Linked DNA regions of Zea mays: region 1 is linked to region 2. The links are chromatin contacts, called in public Hi-C maps. All regions are on one chromosome and are shown on one strand. The core of a region is the stretch at or near the end of the contact, and the rest is flanking DNA. Distances in the headings are between cores, read along the strand shown. Region 1 holds the start of LOC100283670. Region 2 has its middle 24 kb from the start of LOC103646067.

The links. Hi-C and Micro-C count contacts between places; a contact is called where the count stands out from the background.
Region 1: a contact with region 2 is called in a Hi-C map of leaf, with 4 times the contacts expected there. The contact joins the promoter of LOC100283670 here to the enhancer-like site in region 2. A contact is called at or near these places in 12 of 25 Hi-C or Micro-C datasets (bundle sheath, ear, endosperm and 4 more) and 2 of 3 datasets of contacts at active chromatin or transcription factors (seedling and shoot).

The regions. Positions count from the first base shown.
Region 1 is chr2:18,102,723-18,108,181 of Zm-B73-REFERENCE-NAM-5.0, forward strand. LOC100283670 reads left to right here and starts at 2,115. Exons shown (of 2, transcript NM_001369857.1): 1 at 2,115-2,303; 2 at 3,216-4,612. The coding sequence starts at 2,280. The coding sequence ends at 4,304. LOC109943968 (a long non-coding RNA gene) reads right to left here and starts at 2,806. Exons shown (of 2, transcript XR_002267098.3): 1 at 2,112-2,806; 2 at 1,569-2,002.
Region 2 is chr2:17,976,282-17,982,219 of Zm-B73-REFERENCE-NAM-5.0, forward strand. No RefSeq gene overlaps it. Among protein-coding and RNA genes, the nearest start is that of LOC103646067, 24 kb to the left of the region's middle. Within about 2 kb of position 1,315, at least 18 of the 20 cell types and tissues checked have an H3K27ac peak or open chromatin away from gene starts, as enhancers often do. A contact at or near this core is called in bundle sheath, ear, endosperm and 5 more, where this site is marked.

The sequences.
Region 1 (5,459 bases), core at 865-3,364, 130 kb after region 2:
TGGGACCCATCGATTAAAATAGAAATGATTTTTGTTCAATTAAATATTTTTGTGCGCATGAATATTGTATGTTTAAAAGCATTTTCTTAAATGAATAAGACAATAAATAAATAAAATGAACCCTATGTCTAGAAGGGGCTACAGTTACAAGTTAGTTATGTGTTATAGATCTAATCTGGTCTCAATCTAAGTACGAATGACAACAAAGATAATAACCCGGTGGGACTTCATCATGCGTCTGCAATGGATATGTCGTCTTATACCATATCTCCTTCATGCTACAAAGGGTCCCTAGCTCTCTTTATATACGTAGGGGCTACCGTTGTAAGTTAGTTATGTGTTATAGATCAAATCAGGTTATAAACCAAGTATGAATGACAACATAGATCATAATCGGGTAGGATACCATCCTATGTCTGGAAGGCAAGACTTTGAACATATGGCCTATAAAAGTCCAAAGGTCGTGTAGTAGTAACTTTTATAACCAGTTATAGAATCTGAAGCATTACAAAGTTCTTTACTTTTGCGTTGATAAAAGAAGTCAAAGCAACACAATTTTTTTAGAATTTGAAGTACTAGTTTGATAAAGTGATCGAATTTTAAGTAGTAAAATGCCAAGTCTACATACTCGAGGATGCATGACAAGGTTGGGGACTTGGCTACAAGAGATAAACAACCTAGATACAACAAGGTCAAAGTCATACAAGAAGAATTAAGATAAGAGTATTATCTACTCGAGTCTCTGACTTAGTCAGATAAGTCGTGGGGCTACTGTTGAAGATATAGACCATGGTATCCAAGGACAATTGAGCAAAAAAGATCATGATAGGTGGGCCCATGGCTCGATTGAGATTCTAGGGAGTTAACCCACATGATGAGAGAAAGAACTTATCGGCAATAAAGTTCCCTAAGATTAAAATGGAAAAATTGTATCATATTTGAAGATAAGATCAATATCCATATAAATATGGTAAAACCTGATTGATTAGGATGAAACACATGTACATATAGAGATAAGTTACCAGATAATGCGAGATAGTCTCGGCTAGGCTTGGTTACCAAACATATCTTGTAATCGACCTAGTTATGTCTCCTATAAGTACCGCTCATTCTTGGACTATAAAAGTAGGGTCGAACAATAGGCCATTTCATCACATTGTATAGGCAATAAACACTATTGCAAACATGATGCATAGTGTTATCTCACATTGATATGTATTTATCTTTTGTTCTCGATCTGGCAACCTACTTAAAAAATTCACTGTGGAACAATCTTTGACAAACTTTTTATCCCAAGTTAAATATTACTATTTTGTATCGTCCATTTTAAATTTTATAGTTTTATAATACATATTATAGAATTACTTCCTTTAATAAAATTTAAAATAATTCTTACATTAAATACATATGTTTATATTTAAAAATGAGTAAAGATAGAGGTGTTTAACTTAGAACAAAGCACATATGACATATAAATAAAAACGGATAGAATGTAATATTTTGTTATGTATTCAGACATAATTTATATTTAGATGTATAGTAGAAACTACGTATATAAAAAATTAAAATGTTTTATAATTCAAAAGCAAGGTAGCATGTATTCATATGAGAAACACATTAGATATATCTAAAAAGATTACAATTTCGTGTTGGAAATAGAAAAGAAAAGCAGGTGTCATGTGGCATGTGCCAAGAAAAAGGGTGAACGCGAAAAGCAGCACTAAAATAGTGACGGCCAGGGAAATAGTCGGGTTGGCCGCACGTGCCACGCCGCCCTCCGCACCACAAACGGCCATTCCCCAGGGCTTCCTCCGCGTTCCTCTGTGGAATCCCGGCCGGTTGACTGGTGTGGACCTCACGAGTCATGAGCAAGAACGCAACTACTCTCCCCAGCTGCCTGTACAGCAGAACTAAAAATTGGCCACAATTGCAAGCCAAACACAGCGCTCCAAATTCTTTTCCCATCACTGACGACGAGAGGTGGAGGTTCTGGCCGGAGCAGCTGAGAGGTGCATAAAAAATATTGTAAAAAAATAATCCTCCACTGCTAGATTGGCTATTGGGCAAGAGAGAGCGGAGAGGGGAAGGGAAGGAGGCATAATTCCACTCACACTGGCCAACCACAGGGCACAGGGTAGCATTCTCTCTCTTCGTCCTCAAGAAATCCAGCGGAAGCTCATCTTCTTCACCCTCCCTTCTCTCCACATCTCCCTTCGGACTACTACTGCATCCAAGGAGCAAAGAATTGTGGGGGGTAGCAAAGGAATTGGAGGTCTTGCATGGATGCAGCCCACTGGCAGCAGGTAAATTTTCTTTCAGAACAAAGATCGGTTCTGCACCACATGCATCTGAGCTACCCGGCCCATATGCATCATCTGTGATAATTTGGCCCTTGTTCTTCTCGATCCTGCCGGTGTTCATCTTCGTCTCTGCGCCTTGTTCTTGGTGCGTGCATGATCTCTCGTGCTTCCTTCCGTCTCTTCTCGGGTTCTGCTCTTCCTTTATATCCTTCGTGTATATCTATGCATACCATCATCAGCATCCATCCCATGCGTAGCCTTTGGAGGTGAGGCCCTTGTGGCTTTAATCCTCTGCTAGCTTCCCCGCCCTTTTAATCGGCGATTGGAAGCAGCACACACAAGCCACCACCTTTCTTTTCCTCCCTTTCTAATCTCCCTTTCCTCTCTATCGTGCCTTTTATCATCCTTTTCCCCACTCCTCCATGGCTTTTTTCTCCTTATCTCTCCTAGTCTCCTTGGCTCACCACCCCCTGTGCATCAAAAGAGCAGTCATGTCGTCCCATGGTGATGTGTAGCAGAAGCAACAGCGGCAGCAGTAGTACTACTGAAACACACAACCCTACAAGAGCACAAGCAGCAAAGGTGTGTCTTGTGCTGTCTGTGGGGTGTTTTGTTTCTCTTTCTTCGTCTCTTCCTCCGCGGCCAGGCTCATCGCCTTTACCTTTACTCTCCCTTTTTCTTTTCCCTCTCTCTAATCTGTCTTTGTATCCATTTGTTTGGTTCCTAGTTGCACCATAAAGATTCTACCATCCCTACATCCAGCTCCACCCTCCTTCCCTGCTGCATCTGCGTGCCCACACATGCTATTTTTGTTCACTTGTTCTTGCTTCTTGCTGTGGTTGTTTAACTAACTTGGTGCTAATCCTCTGCGTTCTATGATGTGCTGTCGCTGCACCATGCGCGCGTCCTCATCAGGGCCTAGGGCTGGTGAAGCCCATGGAGGAGATGCTGATGGCGGCCAACGCGGGCGCCGCAAATCCGAGCCAAAGCTCGAATCCGAACCCGCCGGCGCCGGCGCCGTCGTTGGCACCTGGGGGGCTCCTGGGCGGTGGCGCGCCGGCGCCCCTGGCGGGCGCGGGTAGTACCGAGCGGCGCGCGCGGCCGCAGAAGGAGAAGGCGCTCAACTGCCCGCGGTGCAACTCCACCAACACCAAATTCTGCTACTACAACAACTACAGCCTCCAGCAGCCACGCTACTTCTGCAAGACGTGCCGCCGCTACTGGACGGAGGGCGGATCCCTCCGCAACGTCCCCGTGGGCGGCGGCTCCCGCAAGAACAAGCGCTCCTCATCGTCGGCGTCGGCGTCTGCCTCCACCTCCGGCTCGGTCACGAGCTCGTCCATGGCCAGCACGGCGGGGGCCGGGTCCAAGAACCCGAAGCTGGCGCACGAGGGCGCCCACGACCTCAACCTGGCGTTCCCGCACCACGGTGGCCTGCACGCCCCCGAGTTCGCGGCGTTCCCGAGTCTGGAGAGCAGCAACGTGTGCAACCCGGGCGGCGGGATGACGAGCAACGGTCGGGGCGGCGGCGCGGGGCCCGCGGTCGGCGCGCTCTCGGCAATGGAGCTGTTGCGGAGCTCCGGCTGCTACATGCCGCTGCAGATGCCGATGCCGATGGCGATGCCAGGAGATTACACGGCGGCAGGGTTCGCGCTCGGAGAGTACCGCACGCCGCCGCCTCCACCGTCACAGAGCGTGCTCGGGTTCTCTCTCGACGCGCACGGGCCGGGGTCCGGTGCTACCGCGGCGGGGTACGGTTCCAGCGCGGGGTTGCAGGGCGTGCCGGAGAACGCGGGCAGGTTATTGTTCCCCTTCGAAGACTTGAAGCCGCCGGTTGGCTCTGAAGGTGGGGGTGGTGCAACCGGTGGCGCCAGCGATGGAAATAGCAGCCATACTCAGTTTGACCACAACAACAAGGAGCAAGGCGGCGGCGGCACGGGTGCCGGGCACGACACGCCGGGGTTCTGGAGCGGCATGATCGGCGGCAGTGGCGCTTCTTGGTAATGGAGAAACATGCACGGCCGGGGGGCGGCGCCATGCATGGCTCATGCAAAGGCTCCCTGCGAGCGTGCATGGGCATGCAGTAGAGACAAGGGTTCAATAAGAGGTTGGCATTGGTGGTGGTTGCCCTGACATGGGAGTGTTTGATCTCTTTCCTAGTACTGGGTCCTGGTGGTGTTCTTCGTCTTTTCTCGCCGTCGTCGTCGCGAGTTCATGTGTGTTTTGCTGACCATCGACTTTAATTGGGGCTCTAACACACCAGAGGTCATGTTACATAAGCTTGATCGACATCTCTCGGTCGTCTTTTCCCATTTCTGATCTCTCACTATATCTGCCATTGTTGTAGCTGCTTCACTGGGGCTTGGGCAGCTTGTTTTTGGGCTGGCTTCAAGTTAGGATGGTACATCAGTGTGTTCAGGCCACACATTGGCACAAGGTTTAGTGAATCAGTGTGTTTGGCTGGTAACAACAACGGCTGCAGTATGTGAACTCTGAAGCTACTGGTGTAGAGTTAGATGTTAATTACAAGGGGACTTGCAAGTTTGTGTATCCATCTATCCAAATGATTAGAGAGATTCATTTTGTTTTTGACTTGTTACTCATATATATAATAGTAAGTACTTTCTATGAGAACAAAGGCTGTGTTTTTTGAGCGCATGTAATGTGTCCTTTATTTGTATTCAGTGTTATAAACTAAATATGCTCCGTATATCTGATGCTAGCTCGATGTTTCTCTACTTTAGCGAGCTTGTCTTTTTATCTGTCACCTCTGCATGCGCTCCTTTTTCTTGTACAGGGCTAGCTCTGAGATGTCATGTCTGACCATCTTCCCAAACCAAGAATCTTCCAGCCATGAAAAGCACTAGCGAGGGAGGAGGAGAGAGAGAGAGAGAGAGGGGGAGGAGTTCAGGATGGAGGAGCAAGAGAAGGCACATCCGCATGGAGCAGGAGCATATGTACGTATGACGAACACTACTCTCTCTCTTTCTCTCCCCATGGATACACTAGGTATTATTTTATCATATGTTTGGCCATCTGTAAGTGCCTGGGCAGGCCGTTTGTACAACCTTTATCGTTTTTGTTATTTCAAAAAAGGTACAATGCTACCCCTACCTCTCCCTGCTCATCATGGTGCATCTTTCTGAGATAGTGAGATCT
Region 2 (5,938 bases), core at 65-2,564:
TTGGTTGGTTTTTGGCTTTTAGGGGGGCAAAAGCAAAAGCCAAAAGTCAAACCAAACATACCCTTAGCAAAGGCCCGGTAGTGAGCTGTATCCGAATTCTATGTATGTCTCCTAATTCTATATCTATTATTTGAGAAATTATATGACAAATTTGAGGTTTACTTTTAATGAATTCTAACAAACTTAATACTAAAAACAAAAATATAAATTTCGATCCTATTTACTGATAATTGAAAACAAAAACAAAAAAATTAGCGGCCGAAAAGTATGGGATCCATCCCTAACCGCGGCCGTTGCGTAGAACAATCGATGGAAGGAGACCGAATATTGACGAAGCGAGTGGCGGCCTGGTCCGACGTAAACTCCACGCGGCGAACCAGACATCCCATCCCTAACCGCAGGCCGGCCGCGGCCGCGCGACGCGAGTCCCGCTTACGAATGATGAAGCGGGGTTTGAGTGGACGCCGCCATCAAGCGCAAGAATCCAGCGTCGCCGATATGGAAGAATTCCCGTCGGCCCGCCTTTCGGTTGCCGGCAGTCCAACCGCAGCTTTCAGGCCTCAGCACCCCCCTGATTTCCGGCTTCTAAAATAGCATGTCACTTGCGCCTCAAACCCCGCTTTAATTTGTTTACAAGTGCAAATACTACCTGCAATCGCATGTCCCTCTCCCTCCCTCTCTCTCCCTCTCTCTCTCCTCACCCTCTCTCTCTCTCTCTCCTCACCCTACCTTCTGTCGTGTATCCTTTTGGTTTTTGTCTCTTGCTGCCTGGGACGACGACGTGATGATGGGAAGGAATATTGATCGGCTGGCTTCTGGAACAAGTTGCAGAATGAACGAGCTAGCAACTGGACGAATGGGCGATAATGGCGGTTTTGGCCCGTTCTGCACGGGAAAGTGACGGTCGTGGAGTGAAGTCGAGCTGCGTGCAGGTATTCAGGATTGCAGGTCAAGCTGGTTTGAAGGTGCGCAGTCTGATAGCTTCCATTCTTTAGCGGGTTTAACTTCCACATGGGACATGACTGCATTTTTTGTAAAAAAAAAAAACTGAGGACAAAGAGTTAAAAAAAAAGGAGGGAGAAGATGGAGTAGAAGTGTACGGAGTAGAATAAATGCAGTAGAATGGTAGAGCTAGTGCAGTCCACGAGGCGACGAGCGGGATGTTTTGAAGAAACGCGACAGTGTTGGATGAGTGAGATCAGAAAGCATCGTACGCGTCGCATAAATCCAAATTGTAAACGAACTGGGTGCGCCCCACAGCCGGTACATGCATGTGCGACAAGCTAGGCTAGGCGGTAGTACATGACACGAAATATAATTTACTAGCTAGCTAGGGCAGGCAGACAGCAGCACCAGGCCAGGCTAGTATTTGCTGCTGTTGGTCGCAAGAGCTCGTTCAAATAAATGGCTGTGTGCGCAGGCGGTCATCAGGGGTATACACGACCTGCTGGGGTCATTGAGAGAATGGACACGACGACCGATTGGACGGGCGTTGTCCCACACTTCGCAAACATTTGTTCCTCTCACACTCGAAGCCCTCAGCCCTGGCCCCCAATCCATGAGCACAGCGTGCGTGTACTGCCTCGGTTTTGAAAGATGCAATAGTTCTGTCTGTAGTCATTTTTTTTTCGAGAAGTCTGGCTAAATTTATAGGAAAAACATTAATATTTATCGTAGATTTTGACCTTTTCAGCAAATTTGTTAAACTCAGAATGATTTGGCTCGGTATTTTGTATTCATTTCTAGACAGAGTAGTTAGCCAGCCAAGTTTGCACGAGAGAATTCAACCATAGTACGGTGATTTCTGAAAGCGATATATGGCTTTTGTCCCTTGCCTGTGCGGAGCTGTGCAGCCTGTGCCCCTGGAGGCCGGACGCGCAGGGAGCAACGAAATTGACAGGAGGGGAGTCCATGGCCTCTTGGTCAGTCCCAGCCATCGGCAACGTAGCGGGGCGCTGCAGTTGACGGGACGCAGGAATGACGCGCAGCCAAGGAAACCAAAAAACCTTGTGCTGAAGAAGAGAGCAGAAGGACGACACGACAGGGTTCCGTTCATCAATCCTCAAGGTGGGGTGGGGTTAGGTTGGGTTGGGTTGTAATACCTACTTTGTAAGAAAAGGTTAGAAAGAGAAATTATATTATTTTACATCTATATGTGTTGTCTATGTTTCTCATTTCATGTGAACACCACAATTAAACAAATAAATAAATGATAATAGATACCTAACAAAACTTGTCTCATGCTCAGTTTTTACTTGATTGTGCATTTGTGTTTAATAAAATAAATGCGTCATCAATAGCATATCAATGGATCCATATAATTTAAACTCTAACTTGAAAATAAAACCATTATATAGAGGAGAGAAAGGAATATTATTTAATACAAAATAATATTATAATTAAATAACTTCACCACCTGTGGATATGACTAAATTGCAGGGTTAACATGAATTTGAATTAGCACCTGAGTTAAATTCAAAATTTGAATTCAAATGAATTAAGAATAAAATGAAACAGAAAATAAAAAGAAAAAGGGAAAGAGAGCTTACTCGGCCGGCTTACCACAGTTTGGCCCACAGGGGGAGCAACCCGCTCGGTCAGACCGTCGCGCGCACTCACAGCATTCTCTGGCTGATGGGCCCCACTGGACAGCGCTCTTCTCCCCTCAGCTGCCGATAGCTCGGCTCACTGGAAACCCGGGCCCGCGCGTCAGCGCGTTCGTCTCCATCGCCAACTGAATCCCGAGCATGGCGGGCAGCGCGGTCTTCTCCCCCCTTTTTCTCCGGAGCCGCTGGCCACGTCCTCGACTCCGATGGCTCAGTAAATAAAGGCGGAGCTCGCCCACGACTTTCCCTCATCCTCTACCCCTTTGCTGCACGCCACCGCCAGTTGCTACCGCGAGGGAAGAAACGCGCGGCCGCCACGATTGCCATTGTCGCCATTAATCCGTGAAATTGGGGAATCGAGGGTCGGCACCGGTGTGTGAGGGTGCGCTCGGACGGGTCGCCGCAAAGGAAAACTACCTTCGGCGCCGTGAATTGCTCATCGGAGTTACTTCCACGCCGTGAATCAACCTCTGCCGCGGCCAGGCTGCTTCTCCCACATATCGTTGGTATGATGCCGTTCATGCTATTCGCCGTGACCTCCTCTCCGCGCTTAGACCTTTTGTACCACGGTTTAGGGCACCTGGGCTTAGTTCACCTTCGCTCCGGCGATGTTCCGTCGAGGAAGGGGGCGGCGCCACCGTGCTTATGTCGGGCAGTGGGGATAACGACTCCTTACCGTCGGATCCCATCGTACGGTCGGGATTAGTCGGCCGTGTACCCCTTCGCTGCAGGCAATCTGGTCTGTTGGTCTAGGTCGAACGATCAGGATCAGGTTTTGGGCAAAAGTGAACCTCCGTCGTCGGATTTCGATCTGGCGGTTCTAGTTATCCGCCGACACGTGTGCAGTGGGATCTTATCTGGGGCGTACGCCTTGGATCCAACGGCCAGGATTCATCCATACCCCTTCGGCCGGGAAAACATTCAAAAGAGTCCCTGTAGTTTATAGAAATCAACCCGCCATCCACCTGTAGTGTGCGCTGTGTCTTGGGGATTTTTGCCTCGAGCCCCCTGGCCTTTTATGAATTTGAGGCCCAGTCCAGAGATCGTTTAAATTGAATAAATGAAATAGAAAATAGATTTTTAATAAGAAAATAATTGCTAGAACTGCAATAATTCATAGAAAATGCATATGAACTCCAAATCACTCCATTCCAGTTCCTAAAATTTTGTAACTTTATTCTCTAGCACTTAGTGTCCCTGTTTTATCATGACAACAGCAAGAAAATTAATCCCACACTTAATCCTATTCTAAACACATAAAACCTTTGAAAATCCATAACTTAAAATCTATAACTCGAAAAATTATGATTCCTGTTCCTAGTATTTTATTTTAATGTGTAGATTATTACTGTATATTTTGTTTATATGTTTGGTGTAATGTTAATTTCTCTATATGCACTGTGTTTGTTTGTATTGTGGCGAGTAGAAGAACACGTGACTGAGGATCCTGGTGACCAGCAGGTTGAAGTAGCTGAGCAGGAGCTCATTGAAGGCTAGTTGTGCCCTTGACCACTTTTTACCCAATAATGTTCTTTAATATCATTTATCCATGCATAGGTTAATTTTGATGGGACCCAATAGGTCACCCTAGATTGTTTATCTCATTACCTTGTTTACCCCTGAATCACTTGGGTAGTTTGCTATTGCTTTACATGGTTTTGGGATAATCATTTATTATATCTATGTTCCAATTATTCTTGTTATTCTATTTATGTTCATGTCAAGTTCATTAATGTTAATTAGAACATAGAGCTTAACTTGAGAACCACGTGCCACCACAAGGGTTTAATGGGACGCCCTTGGCTGACTAATTAGGAAAGCTAGTGGAAGACTACCTTACCCGAAAGGGGCAAGGGCAGTAGGGGAGTTGCATGCAAGGAGGTTCTCGGGTTGATTTTGCTGCGATGGCGGTCAGACGGGGGATTCTTGCAAGTGCTCTTCCCATAAACTGTAGCGGGTTTTCGGAAGCTAGTGGAACTTTGTAAAGGCCTCGTAGTGTTGCCCTGCCGCGCTTCCTAGGTAGAGGTGTATGGGAGTCGCGACCCCTTGGCAGATGAGTAACATGACTTGTGGGTAAAGGGTACAACCTCTGCAGAGTGTAAAACTGGTATACTAGCCGAGCTCACGGTCATGAGCAGCTCAGGACTCTCTGATGTTTAAATTATGGAACTTAAATTCAATTTGGTCATTTGCATTGCATGGGTTTATTATTAATTTTGTTCTATTACTTTACTTAAGGTTTGGTATTTACTTACACTTAGTAACTGCTAATAAAAGTTTGACCAACTACTTAAAAGCAACGCTCAGCTTTAACCCCTATCATTGATTAGCCTTACACATCACATGAACTCACACCTTTGTGAGTTTATGTCCACCGGTTCCCCACAACTTGTTGAGCTACGATCATGTGTGAGCTCACCCTTGCTGTCTCACACCCCCCACAGGAGAAAGAGCAGGTGGTTCAGGAGGAGCCACAAGGCGAGGAGTATGATCTGATCTAGGTGGCGTTTCTCAGTTGACATTGGCGCCGACGATCCTTAGTTTGTTTTATCTTTATTATTTTATTTTGTAATAAGTCTTCTGCTATGTAATAAATACTCTGATGTTTTATGACATTTATCTCTATACACTCTGTTATTATATATGTTGTCTTCTTGGCGCATGTATGAGATGCACCTGGCTTTGTTCCTTAAAGCCGGGTGTGACAGAAGTGGTATCAGAGGAAATGTTGACTGTAGGACGAAACCTAGATAGAAATGGACAAACCCTCTCCTACTTACCTTACTCTGACTCATTCTACACCTATCTTGATCCTGTCTCACCTTCTACTGTTCTACTCTGATCATTCTTACCTCCTCTATTCTAAGACAAGATGGATTTCACACCTTGGAATCCTACCACTATGATCTTTTTAAGAGATAGGGAACCCAAGACAAAAGTTAAAACTATTTTCTTTAAAAATGTTGTTTGATTGTTCTGATGTTAAATGTTTGATTTGCTTCTTTGATTGATTGATATATTATATATGGACATCTTAGTATGTACCAACATAAGGTATTGAATTAGCTTTAGTAGGTGAAATATTAATCTGCTTAGCTAATAAATCCCCCAAAGTAACCTGATTTGTAAATACCTGCCTTGTCTACTATTCTCTTACCATATGTATCTAACTCAGATGGTCAATACCAGGCAGGGTGGTGGAATTGATTTACCTCCTAATCGACACACTCGGTGGATATATAGACAACCCCAGCCACAGCCTGCAGAGATGAATCCTCCTAATCCTCCACCAGGCGGAGTTGACCCACTGGTTGTTGCTCAGATGAGGATGA